Regions from separate parts of the Sus scrofa genome. Here region 2 is linked to region 1. Evidence: chromatin contacts called from public HiChIP or PLAC-seq data. All regions are on one chromosome and are shown on one strand. The core of a region is the stretch at or near the end of the contact, and the rest is flanking DNA. Distances in the headings are between cores, read along the strand shown. Region 1 holds the start of TGFBRAP1 (transforming growth factor-beta receptor-associated protein 1). Region 2 holds the start of MRPS9 (mitochondrial ribosomal protein S9).

Region 1 (5,256 bases), core at 1,962-4,461:
GAGGAGAAGAGTCTTCAAACTCAAGCCAGATTACTGGGCAGTGTCCAAACACCTGGCCGCCACAATGATCACGCTAATGTATGTCTAACGAGAACTGGATTCGGACCAAGACGAAGGTGCTTAACCCATTAAGTAAAATTTCCTCGAGTTTTCTTAAAGGATCGCAAATGTTTAATATTAGCAGGAAGGAATATGCCACAATAACCACAATAACTACTTTTTTTCTCTTTTTTTGCTCGTTAGGGCCGCACCCGTGGCATATGGAGGTTCCCAGGCTAGGGGTCTAATCAGATCTGTAGCTGCTGGCCTACACCATAGCCATAGCAACGCCAGATCCGAGCCACATCTGCGACCTACACCACAGCTCATGGTGACGCCAGATCCTCAACCCACTGAGTGAGGCCAGGGATCAAACCTGCTTCCTCATGGATACTAGTCAGATTCGTTTCCATTGAGCCATGATGGGAACTCCCCCCCCCCTTTTTTTTTTTAATGAACAGAGATGACAGCTGCAAATCAGGCCTGGAAAATGAAGTGTTTCTTGAAGAGTAAGCTCTGTGTTCTTAAAACTTGTCCACAGGAGCTGCCTGAGGGAAGAGTGGGTCCCCTCACAATCCCTTCGCTGGATGGTTAGGCAGAGGCTGAAGTGTCCTGGGAGCCCATGTGGAAGGCAAGCTGTCCCCGACTCCAGGACCAGAGGGCTGAGTGAAAGAGAAAAGGCAGAGCACCTACCTGCGGGCGAGGTCAACCCTCACACCTCTCCCCTATGTCTCTGGAAAATGTGCACAGCAACCTGATGGAGTGTGGGACCCACCAGGAGTCCAGCCTGGTGAAAAGCCTCCCTGGGTTAGCAGGTACTCAGAGCTGGGGCCCTGAATCCTTGTTTAACAACCGTCTATCGAGCGTCTAACAGTGCCAGGCTCTGTGCCAAAGGCACATTTCATACTGGGATGTGTGTCTTTTTTCTCGTATTTCCCCAATTTTGATTGAGGAACTTGAGACTCAGAGGTTCCAGTGAAAACCCAAAGCCCCCAGTTAGGAAGAGGTGGGGTCAGGTTTTGAACCCATGGCTCCATGGCCACCACCACCCACAGCACGGAGCAGCATTGCCTGGTTTCACCGAGGAGCCAGGCCAGGGAAGGCTGGTGTAGACAGCTTCTGAGGGATTCAGGGCGGCTCTTCCTAGGGCCACACACCAAAGAGGCCACTTCAGTGACTGCTGTCACTGCATGGCTGGCACAAATGGAAGGAAAAAGAAAAGGAAGCAGCTGGCCAGATGTTCCTTCCTATCTGACCACAGGGATGGAGCTTCCCGCTAACCAACAGAGTGAGGGGCCGCCAGGGCAGGAGTTGATGGGCTTGGCAGCCCCTCCCATGGTATGTTCTGAGTCCAGGTTCACCAGCGCACACATGCAAAAGTCCCTCCTTGCCAAAGGCCCTCAGTGCCTTCACTTGCCACCAGTTCCTCAGCTTCCTGGCCTCGGCAAGCACTTCCCCAAGGATCAAATCCTGATCCAACAGGTTGGGACCCCAGCGCTCAATACAGTCGGTCTGCAATAAGATGCACTGCATGACCCCCTATTTCCAGCAGCCAGTGGGGCTAGGGAGCTATGTAATGGTCACCCAACAGCCCTCAGTAGAAGCCATGGCAGTTGCGGCAACTGCAGACCACAGCTTCTGTCCTGAAAGCCATCCCCTTAAACCCATGAGGCCAATGGAGAACCCAACTTCCACCTGCCCCTCCGAACGAGGGGTGACAGCGGGCCGCCAACCCTGGATTGAGAAAGGGGCATGGTGTCCCCGCCTCCCAGCACACTCCTGCCGGCTCTCCAGTTGAGGCCAAATTTTCAGGCCCGAATGTGACCCGGAATTTGCGCTCTCGAATCCCAGGAGCTCTGGGAAGCGCTCATCACGTCGACAGAAGCACTACAGACGACGGTGGTGGAGCGAGGGGCGCAGGGGTGCGGACCTACCCCCAGAAGACCGCCCCCGACTCAGACCAGGACAGGGTAGCGGACGGTCCCGGCCCGGAACTCAGGCGCGCGGCGCACCCGCCCCCTCCACGCGCCGGCCCCTGGCTCCGGCCCGGGCACCTGCCGCGCACCTGCCCGCAGGCCGCCGCCCTCCAACCCCGTCCGGTGCCCCCGGCCGCCCCGCGCTCCCCACCCGCGCTCACCGGCCCGCGCTCCGGCCGCTCCGGGCCCCGCGCTCCTGGGCCCCGGCCCCGGCTCCGGCCCAGCCCCGCCGCTTCCCGTCACGTGGGCGGCCGAGGGCGGGAGCGCCGGTCTCCGTCCGGCCCGCGGCCCCGCGTTGGCTGCAGACCCCGCCCTGGGCCGGGCCTGGAGGTCCGGGGGGCTCCCCTGCGGCCCCAGCGCTCAGGATCTGCAGGGCTTACGGCGCCGGCCTGGGGGAGGAGGGGCCCGGAGGGAAAGGCGCCGACCGCCACCGAGCGCTCGGAGCAAAGCCCGCCCGGCGCAGGGTGGTGTCGGTACCGCGGTGAGGCTGCCGCCGCCGGGCCGAGCTTTCTCCTCCCACAACCGGCCTGCCGGACTCGCTCACCACCCTATTTCCAGCGCCGCGACGGCGCCAGCAGTGTACCTGCTGCGTGAACGAATGAATCCATCCATCCGTCAATCCTGGGAAAGGCTGGACCACTCTGCCACCTGACGAAGTCGGGCTGGAGGGGCTGACCGCTGCTGGTGGCCCCCGCGAGCTGAAACGTATTGCTAGGCACGAGCCGCCCACCCCTCGGCCCAGGCCCACAGTTAGCCCAGAGCCTCGGGCAGTAGGGTCGCATGGTGTCCTTACTGAAGCAGCGAGTCCTGGCACCCGTTTTGTTAGGAAACCCCATCAATAGCTATTCTTTTGGATCAAGCCAGAGAGGAACCCTAGGTTCGGATGAATCACCAGCCTCTTTTCAACATAGTCAAAATCCGGTTGCATGATGAAACCATGAGAAGGCTCCCACCAGAACCGTCAGTGGTTGATTATTAGCATATAAAAAGCTCAGTTTTCTCAGTGATTTCCCCTAATTTCAGAGGCCACAGCCTTCCTCCAGCCCCTGGGGATTATAGAACAAAGCTGTCATCCCCAACTGGGAGGCAGATACCAGATTCTACTCTGTGGTCTTCTGATTCAGAGAGAGAAAACCAAATGATACACACCCCCCCAAAGTGAAAGGAAATAAAGAACCATCAGGAATTAATCTTCTGTGGCCTATTTTTTAGCCCCTTCCCTTCTTAGTTCATGGTCTCACAGGTGCCCCAGCCCTGGCCCTGCTTCAGCTCTGGCGGGTGGATCCCATGTCACTGGCCCGGTCCCCCAGGTGGGGCAGTGGTTTTCCAGACTGTAGGGCTATGTGTGTTTCGAGGGCAAGTGGCAGTGAATGGCCTCTCAGGTCTAAGGAGGCTGGCAGCCAGTGGAGCCAGGGAGCTGGAGGACAGAAGAGTAAACTCATTTTGCCCAGGCCCACGGAGAATATGTGACTGTCATCACTTGTCACTGGCCCAGTGGGGCCTAGAATCCCATCTGTGCTTCTGCTTCTTACTGCTCTACCATGCCCCGGGGGAAGGTTAGTTGAAGAACCGCCAGACACAGGGCTAGGGCCTCAGCCCTGTGCTGGCATTTAAACCTCGCCTTACCAGGTTAGGGCCTCAGCCCTGTGCTGGCATTTAAACTTCGCCTTACCAGGTAGGCACTGCTGATTCCCGCACTGTGCAGGCAAGCGGACAGAGGCAGAGAGAAGTGAAAGACTTCTCCCACAGTCCACGGTGGTAAGAAGAGCGCAAGGGTCAGAACCCAGAACTCAACACCACTGGAAACTTTTTCTATATGAAATTCAGCTGTCGGTGGAATAGTATATAGAATAACATTTGTGTTCTCCTTTAAACAATGTAAGAGTGAAAATGTGTTAACGAACAAGAGGAGTAAAAGGAGATAATTCAGAAATAACTATTTCCTTCTGAAAAGGATTTGCTATGAGATTTTAAAAAACGGCAAACTTCACGGTGCACATTATGCCATGTAGAAACATTTATTCTTCCTGAACTTTCTGAGAAGTCTGTTTCACATGACTGATCGCTGTATGTACATAACTAGAAATGTGCAAAGATTGACATCAGGCTAATTCTAAATTCCTCATGTTTTGACTGGTTACATTTAAGAATGATCAAAGTCATATTTTTTCATAAAAATATTAACTTCAATCATTGACATTTATTAAATATCCCTTGGGCTCATACTAAACATGTTGGAAGGTGGAAAAGATGTGTTCTAATAAACTAATGAAGGTTAAGAGCTGCTGATCAGATACAAGTAAATACTTCCATAGTTATAGTCTACTCCCCAAACTCAGCATCCTTGCACTTACACATACTCACACTTACGCCAAGTTCCTCACTTCCACGCTGGCTCTAAGCTCCTGAGTGTGTCCATCATGAGCTTGCTGTCTGTCTGCTTAGAGGAAGCACTTAACCACTTTTTACACTTCCTGCTGCTCAATATTAATAAACTAGGTCATCTTTAAAAGAAGCTTTTCATGCAAAGACTGTTACTCTAATTTATAATCTCTCTTATTAAGAGTATACATCTACACATTTGGGTATCATTTTAGAAAATGATGTTAAGCAAAGAAAGATTTTTTTTAAAAATCTTTTTGGGGCCTCACCCATGGCATATGGAGGTTCCCAGGTTAGGGGTCAAATAGGAGCTGTAGCTGCTGGCCTAAACCACAGCCACAGCAATGCCAGATCCTAGCTGTGTCTGTGACCTACACCATAGCTCATGGCAACGCTGGATCCTTAACCCACTGAGCGAGGCCAGGGATCAAACCTGTGCCCTCATGGATCCTAGTCAGATTCATTTCCGCTGAGCCACAATGGGAATGCCAAGAAACTTGTTGAACTGTTATTCAAATAATTATTCCTATTTTTTAGCAGCTCCTGTGTGCTCAGTACCATAGCAGAGGCTGCAGACCATCCTGAAAGGAGGAAGACCGGCCCTGTCTTCCAGAAGCTTAATTCAATGCAGTGGTTTAGAAAGTACAGGCCAATAGTCAACAGTATCAGCAGTACTTCAGAACTTGTTAGTAATGTGGATTCTTGTGTCCACACGCCACACCTCTTAAATCAGAAACTTTGGGTGTAGGGCCCAGCTAAGCATTGTCAGGCTCTCCCGGTGACTCTAATGCTCATTCAAGTTTGAGAAGCTGTGATGGAATGGGATACGATCCCAAGGCAAAAAAATAACATCTGAGGA
Region 2 (5,256 bases), core at 1,512-4,011, 210 kb before region 1:
GTGCTCAACTTTAAATCATTGATTTATTGATTTCAGGAAGATTGTATCAGTTTACACTCTGACCACCAGCATCTTAATAGTTTCTGCCATCACACACCTCAGCAACACTTGGTACTATTACTCCACCTTTTCAACTCTTGTGATATTTTATGTAATGAGGGTTTTTTTTTCTTGCTTTTTATGGCGGAACCCATGGCATATAGAGGTTCCCAGGCTGTGGGTCCAATTGGAGCTGCAGCTGCCAGCCACACCACTGCAACATGGGATTCGAGCCACAACTGCAACCACAGCTCACAGCAACACTGGATCTTTTACCCACTGAGCAAGGTCAGGGATCAAACCGGCAACCTCATGGTTCCTAGTCGGATTCGTTACCGCTGTGCCACGACGGGAACTCTTCTGATATTTTAGAAGCTGACTTTAGAACCAGACCATCACATTTATATGAATCCACCGTGCTGGATGGTTGCAATGTTATGATCCTGATATGATGCCACGACCAGCACTGCAGGGAAACACGGAATCCTGGAAGAGGGACGGCACGGTATAACAAAACACACAAGAGGCTTTTACATTTAGAAAGTGGGGGACAGGAGGCACTCTGTTCCACGAACAAAAAGCCCTGGGCTGTAGCCCACATGGCTTTTATTAAGGAAGGTGCCATATGTAGGTTAGTGGGCAGGAGCAGGCATAGGCAATGACAAGGCTACTTCTTAGTGAATAATAAAGGAAACTATTAGCACTGGTACATACCTCTAGCTGCATATAGTGCAGCGGCTTATAGAACAGCATAGTTTATGCATGATGTCTTTGAAGGAGACCCTGTACTTTGGAACTCTGACTTAGCAGATATTTGCTTTTTGCAGAGTTCAGCTGTTCAGTGGTGTCCAATAATATGGGACCTAGGAAACCTAATATCTCTGACATAAGAGGTGCTCAGTAAAAGATAAATATTAAATGAAATATTAAAGATAAGAGTGTTAGCTATTTGATAAAGTTACAGTTTTTTTATATTTTAAATGTTTACAAGTACATTTCTGATTCCCATCTTTCCTTCTTTCTTTAAAGTATGCACCCAATATCAGCCTGTAGCTTTGTATTTCTTCCCAAACTCAAAGGCTACACAGGAAATTCCATGCAGCAGTCCAAGGGTTGCCCCTAGAGGTGGGAGATGTATTACACTTGCTTTACCGCAATCTAGTAAAAGAGTGTAATGACAATTTTAGAGGAAAAATAGCAGAAAAAACTCCCACAATTCCTAAACTTAATTTCAGTACTTATGTAGTTTTTATATGCTCCAACATGTCATTTTTAAAAAGTGATATAAATTCTGCTTCTACACACTTATTAGTCTTTACCTGGTGAAATTTCCACAATTAAGTTAAATACATTTTTTTAGAGTGTGCAGGAATGCCGTTTAAAGACATCTATTTTTTAAACATTTTGCATTAAAGTATGGTTGATTGAAAATGTTGTGCCAAGTCCTGCTGTACAGCAAAGTGACTCAGTGATATGTGCGTACTTTTATTACTATTTTCCATCATGGTTCTATCCCAGGAGACTGGATATAGTTCCCTGTGCTATACAGCAGGACCTCATCGCTTATCCATTCTAAATGTAATAGTTTGTATCTGCTAATCCCAAACTCCCAGTCTACCCCACTCCCCTTCCCAACCCCTTGGCCACACAAGTCTGTTCTCTACAAAGACACCTACTTTAATGACCTTTAAAGTCTTGGTTCCCAAACTTGTTGGTTCCTGGGCCTTAGCCAACTTCCTAAAGTTTCACTGGCCTAAAAGGTGACAAAAAGAACAGAGAGTGAACTTTTCATACAACTACATGCATTCCATTTGAAGGACAACATCTCATTTGAGATTTATGTCATTTCTACCTTCCTGATGTTAAAATGTTCTGTTTTAAGAAATAATGGTGATAGTAGATAGCATTTATTTTCTTGACAACATGACCTCTGATCTTCAGGTGTGTATGTGTGTATTAATTTTGCCAATCCTTCAAATCTAAGTGTTCCGAAACCCTTTCAGAGCAGTTTACTACCTCATTTAGTATGTATTTCGTAGCAAGCACCCTGGGAATTACAAACAGGAGTACACATGAGGCATACTCATCTGTATTCAACACCCATTCATTAGTTTTGATGGGGCTTCCAGGGAGGCTTAGTATTGACAATACAGGAGCGACGAGCAAAGAAGAGTACGTGTCTGTCCTCACGGGTTTAAGAGTTAGCTTGTGCATCATACACTTAGGAGACAACCAGCCTCCGGAGAAGGGTGGAGGCCCTGTACCCTGTTCAACGTCTATAAGATAGGAGAGGGAAAACCTTTGTCGGGAAGGGATCGTTCTGGGAGCAGAAGGTGGAGCCGGGTCTTGCTGGGAGAGGATAGGGGCTGGGTGATGAAGCGTGAAGATCCGGTTACGCGGAGGAGCCGGCGCGAGGGCAGCGTGGGACTGGAGGGCTGGTGAGATAGTCGCGTCGAAGTAGATCCATAGAGACTCGCGGAGGGGATTCAAGGTAAATTTAAGGAAATGATGAGACCAGGGGCACAAGCAACCTCTCTTCGGTCTGCAGGCGTGGGCCCGGGGGCGTGGTCGGACACGCCCCGTGAACTCACGCACCCAATCATCGACGAGCAGCCTCCGTCCGCAGACCCCGCCCCCCGCCCCAGCCCATTCCCGACAGCCTCCAGGACGCGGAGCCAGTTGGCGCCTGCGCAGCCCGCAAGTTCCGCCCCTGCGCCTTCCCATCCCGTTCTACCGCGGCCAACATGGCTGCTCCCTGTGTGTTTTGTGGTGCAGCCGTTTCCTATCGACTCTTTCTCGGGTGTAGGGTTAGCTTTGCGCGGGGACAAGTCCTCTGGAAAGCCGCAGCTCCTGAACTGCAGGCAGGTGCCAGATGCCAGGTAAGGCCTGAGAGAAGTTGGTGTGTTGTTCCTGTGACGCGAGAATGTGGAGCCGCCGCCGCCGCCGCGGTCCGTCTCTGCGCCCTCAGACGGGGGCCCTGGGGTCTTCGGTGCTCAGTGAGGGTCTGAGTTAGAGCAGTGGAATTGCCTTTCAGCCGCCACCTGGAGGTTGTTTCTGGTTTTCGCAGGGTGTGGTGAGGGAGAAGTTATCTGAGACGCACCGAGAGCGATTCCTCCTTTGATCCGCTGGAGCGGGTGATGGGTCCTGCCCGCGAGCCCCGCGGTCCAGAGGGAGGAAGGCCGCGCTGGAGGAGACGGTTGAGAACTGGACTCTTTGCAGTGACCCGAATACTTAATGGAGAAAGTCACCCAGTGAAGTGGAGAGTTAGTGACAGTTTTAAAATGCCTTGTATCTGTGCCGTTTCTGTTTTCTTAATTTTCCCGGTACTTGGTCTCTGGAGCGATGGAGACTAGGACTTGTAACTTTAAGCCCAAGGGCAGTGGGAAGCCAGGAATCTAGCCTCACAGATGATTGGATGGTGATGCAGTTCACTAACATGGGGTCTGAGGAGGAGGAGTAAAATTTGAGAGGGAAGCAAACGAGCTTAGTTTTGGATATATTTGTATCTGTTATATAATTATAATTGGAATGTCCAAGTGGAGATTTCCGGTAGGCTCAGAGATAGGCAAATCAGTAGTTCGAGAAGAGAGCTGATTTACAAGAAGGGAGTTCTAGTCCTTTGTGACCTTGTAGATGGTAGTTGCGACCTTGGAAATGAATTAGATCTTGAGAGGGTGTGCTGAATGAGTAATAAACACAGTTACCGAGCCCCGAAGGGCAAACAGTAGAGGAAGAAAAGCCCCCAGGAGATTGAGAATGAGCTGCCAAAGAATAGGCAGCCTGGTGTCATAGAAAACGGGATGAATGTTCTAAGGAGGGAAAGTGACTAACAGTACCAAGTATTGTAAAGAAGTCAAGTACTATGATCTAAAAACTGTATTCAAAAAAGTAATACTTATCTTTTTCCTATCTTCTTTATGTTTTAAAAGACATAACCAAGATCAACCAAGCCATCCATTCATTTATCCATCAGACATTTGCTTTTATTTTTTAATTGGAATATATGCTCAGAGTTTTTATTCATGCATGTCTTTCGAATATATCCTTCTTGTATGCAGTTAATTGTCTGTAAAAGGGTTGTAGCATACAGACTGTTTTTTATTGTTGACAGTTAATGTGAAGGAGGTGGCAGAGAGTTGCTAACTTTTTCTCCCTCCCCGGAACTCCCAAACCTTGGAGTGTCTGTATCCTGGGTCTTTCCCTATGTTCTTTTAATCATATAGAGACGTACATGCATATGCATACTTCCAAAAGATGGACTCTGTTCTACTTTTTGCTTCTTTAGCTTACAGGTATAGTAGAATTCCCCCCAAGTCACTTGTTACATGTCTTAACTGCTGCGTAATATTCTGTGGCATAAGTGTATCAAAGTTAATCCAACAGTTGCAGGGCATTTGCTTTGTTTCCTTTTTCTTCCCAAAGAGTTCAGTAAATATCCTTTTGTAATTCTTATTACATCAGGTATCCTCCACCTGATGCTTTTATTTCTATAGGAGAGCGTTCTAGGTGTGAGGTGATTGCTGCAAAGGATGTGTGCTTATCAGCAGTCATTTAATAGATATTTCCACATAGCTTTTCTAGCAGTCCATCATTGGTGTATGGGAGAGCCCTCATACTCATTTTTTTTTTCATTAGGTGAGTGAAGTCAAACTCTTAGCACTCTTAAAGGGTGGTTCTGAGATTTCTTAATCCCCAAATTCCAGAATACCACCACAGCAGATGTCACATGTATAAGCTCAGCTCAGATACAACTGAAAGACCCCATTAGACCCTTAATGGTTTCTTATATATAGCTAAAAACATTTATAAAGCTTTTTTCTGGAACAGAGCTTGTCTAAAATATTAGCGTTCCTTCACTTCCATCTCCAGTATTAATAGCTGTATTTCTCTTAGGGGCCATGTTTCATAAAACATTTTAAATCACCTCCTGAAGTTCTAAAACACTGCAAGTTTCGTTTGTTTGTTTTTAATTTGGGTCATACCCCATTAGTTATGAAGTCTCTTAAGAGGTTGAAGAAGGGAGTGGGGAGAATAGAATAATAATGATAATGAAAGTGCATCTTCTACAGGGAAGTATTTTTGCTTATTGTTTATAGGTGTCAGTGTATACCAGGAAGTAATATGAGCAGTGACTATTACTGTAGGTCACAGTCCGAAATCTTTGAGAGACACTGATGCAACAAGGAAAAGCAAACAAGTTCTCTTAAGCTTGGTACT

Evidence for each region. HiChIP or PLAC-seq counts read pairs in DNA pulled down with a chosen protein or histone mark.
Region 2: a contact with region 1 is called in an H3K27ac HiChIP or PLAC-seq map of alveolar macrophages. The contact joins the promoter of MRPS9 here to the promoter of TGFBRAP1 in region 1. A contact is called at or near these places in 1 of 47 Hi-C or Micro-C datasets (liver) and 1 of 2 datasets of contacts at active chromatin or transcription factors (alveolar macrophages).

Annotation. Positions count from the first base shown.
Region 1 is chr3:49,467,853-49,473,108 of Sscrofa11.1, reverse strand. It overlaps TGFBRAP1 (transforming growth factor-beta receptor-associated protein 1), which reads right to left and starts at 3,211. Exons shown (of 12, transcript XM_003354707.5): 1 at 2,599-3,211. The coding sequence starts at 2,627. It overlaps LOC100625214 (a long non-coding RNA gene), which reads right to left. Exons shown (of 3, transcript XR_130489.4): 3 at 4,015-5,256.
Region 2 is chr3:49,678,903-49,684,158 of Sscrofa11.1, reverse strand. MRPS9 (mitochondrial ribosomal protein S9) reads left to right here and starts at 2,761. Exons shown (of 11, transcript NM_001244553.1): 1 at 2,761-2,918. The coding sequence starts at 2,784.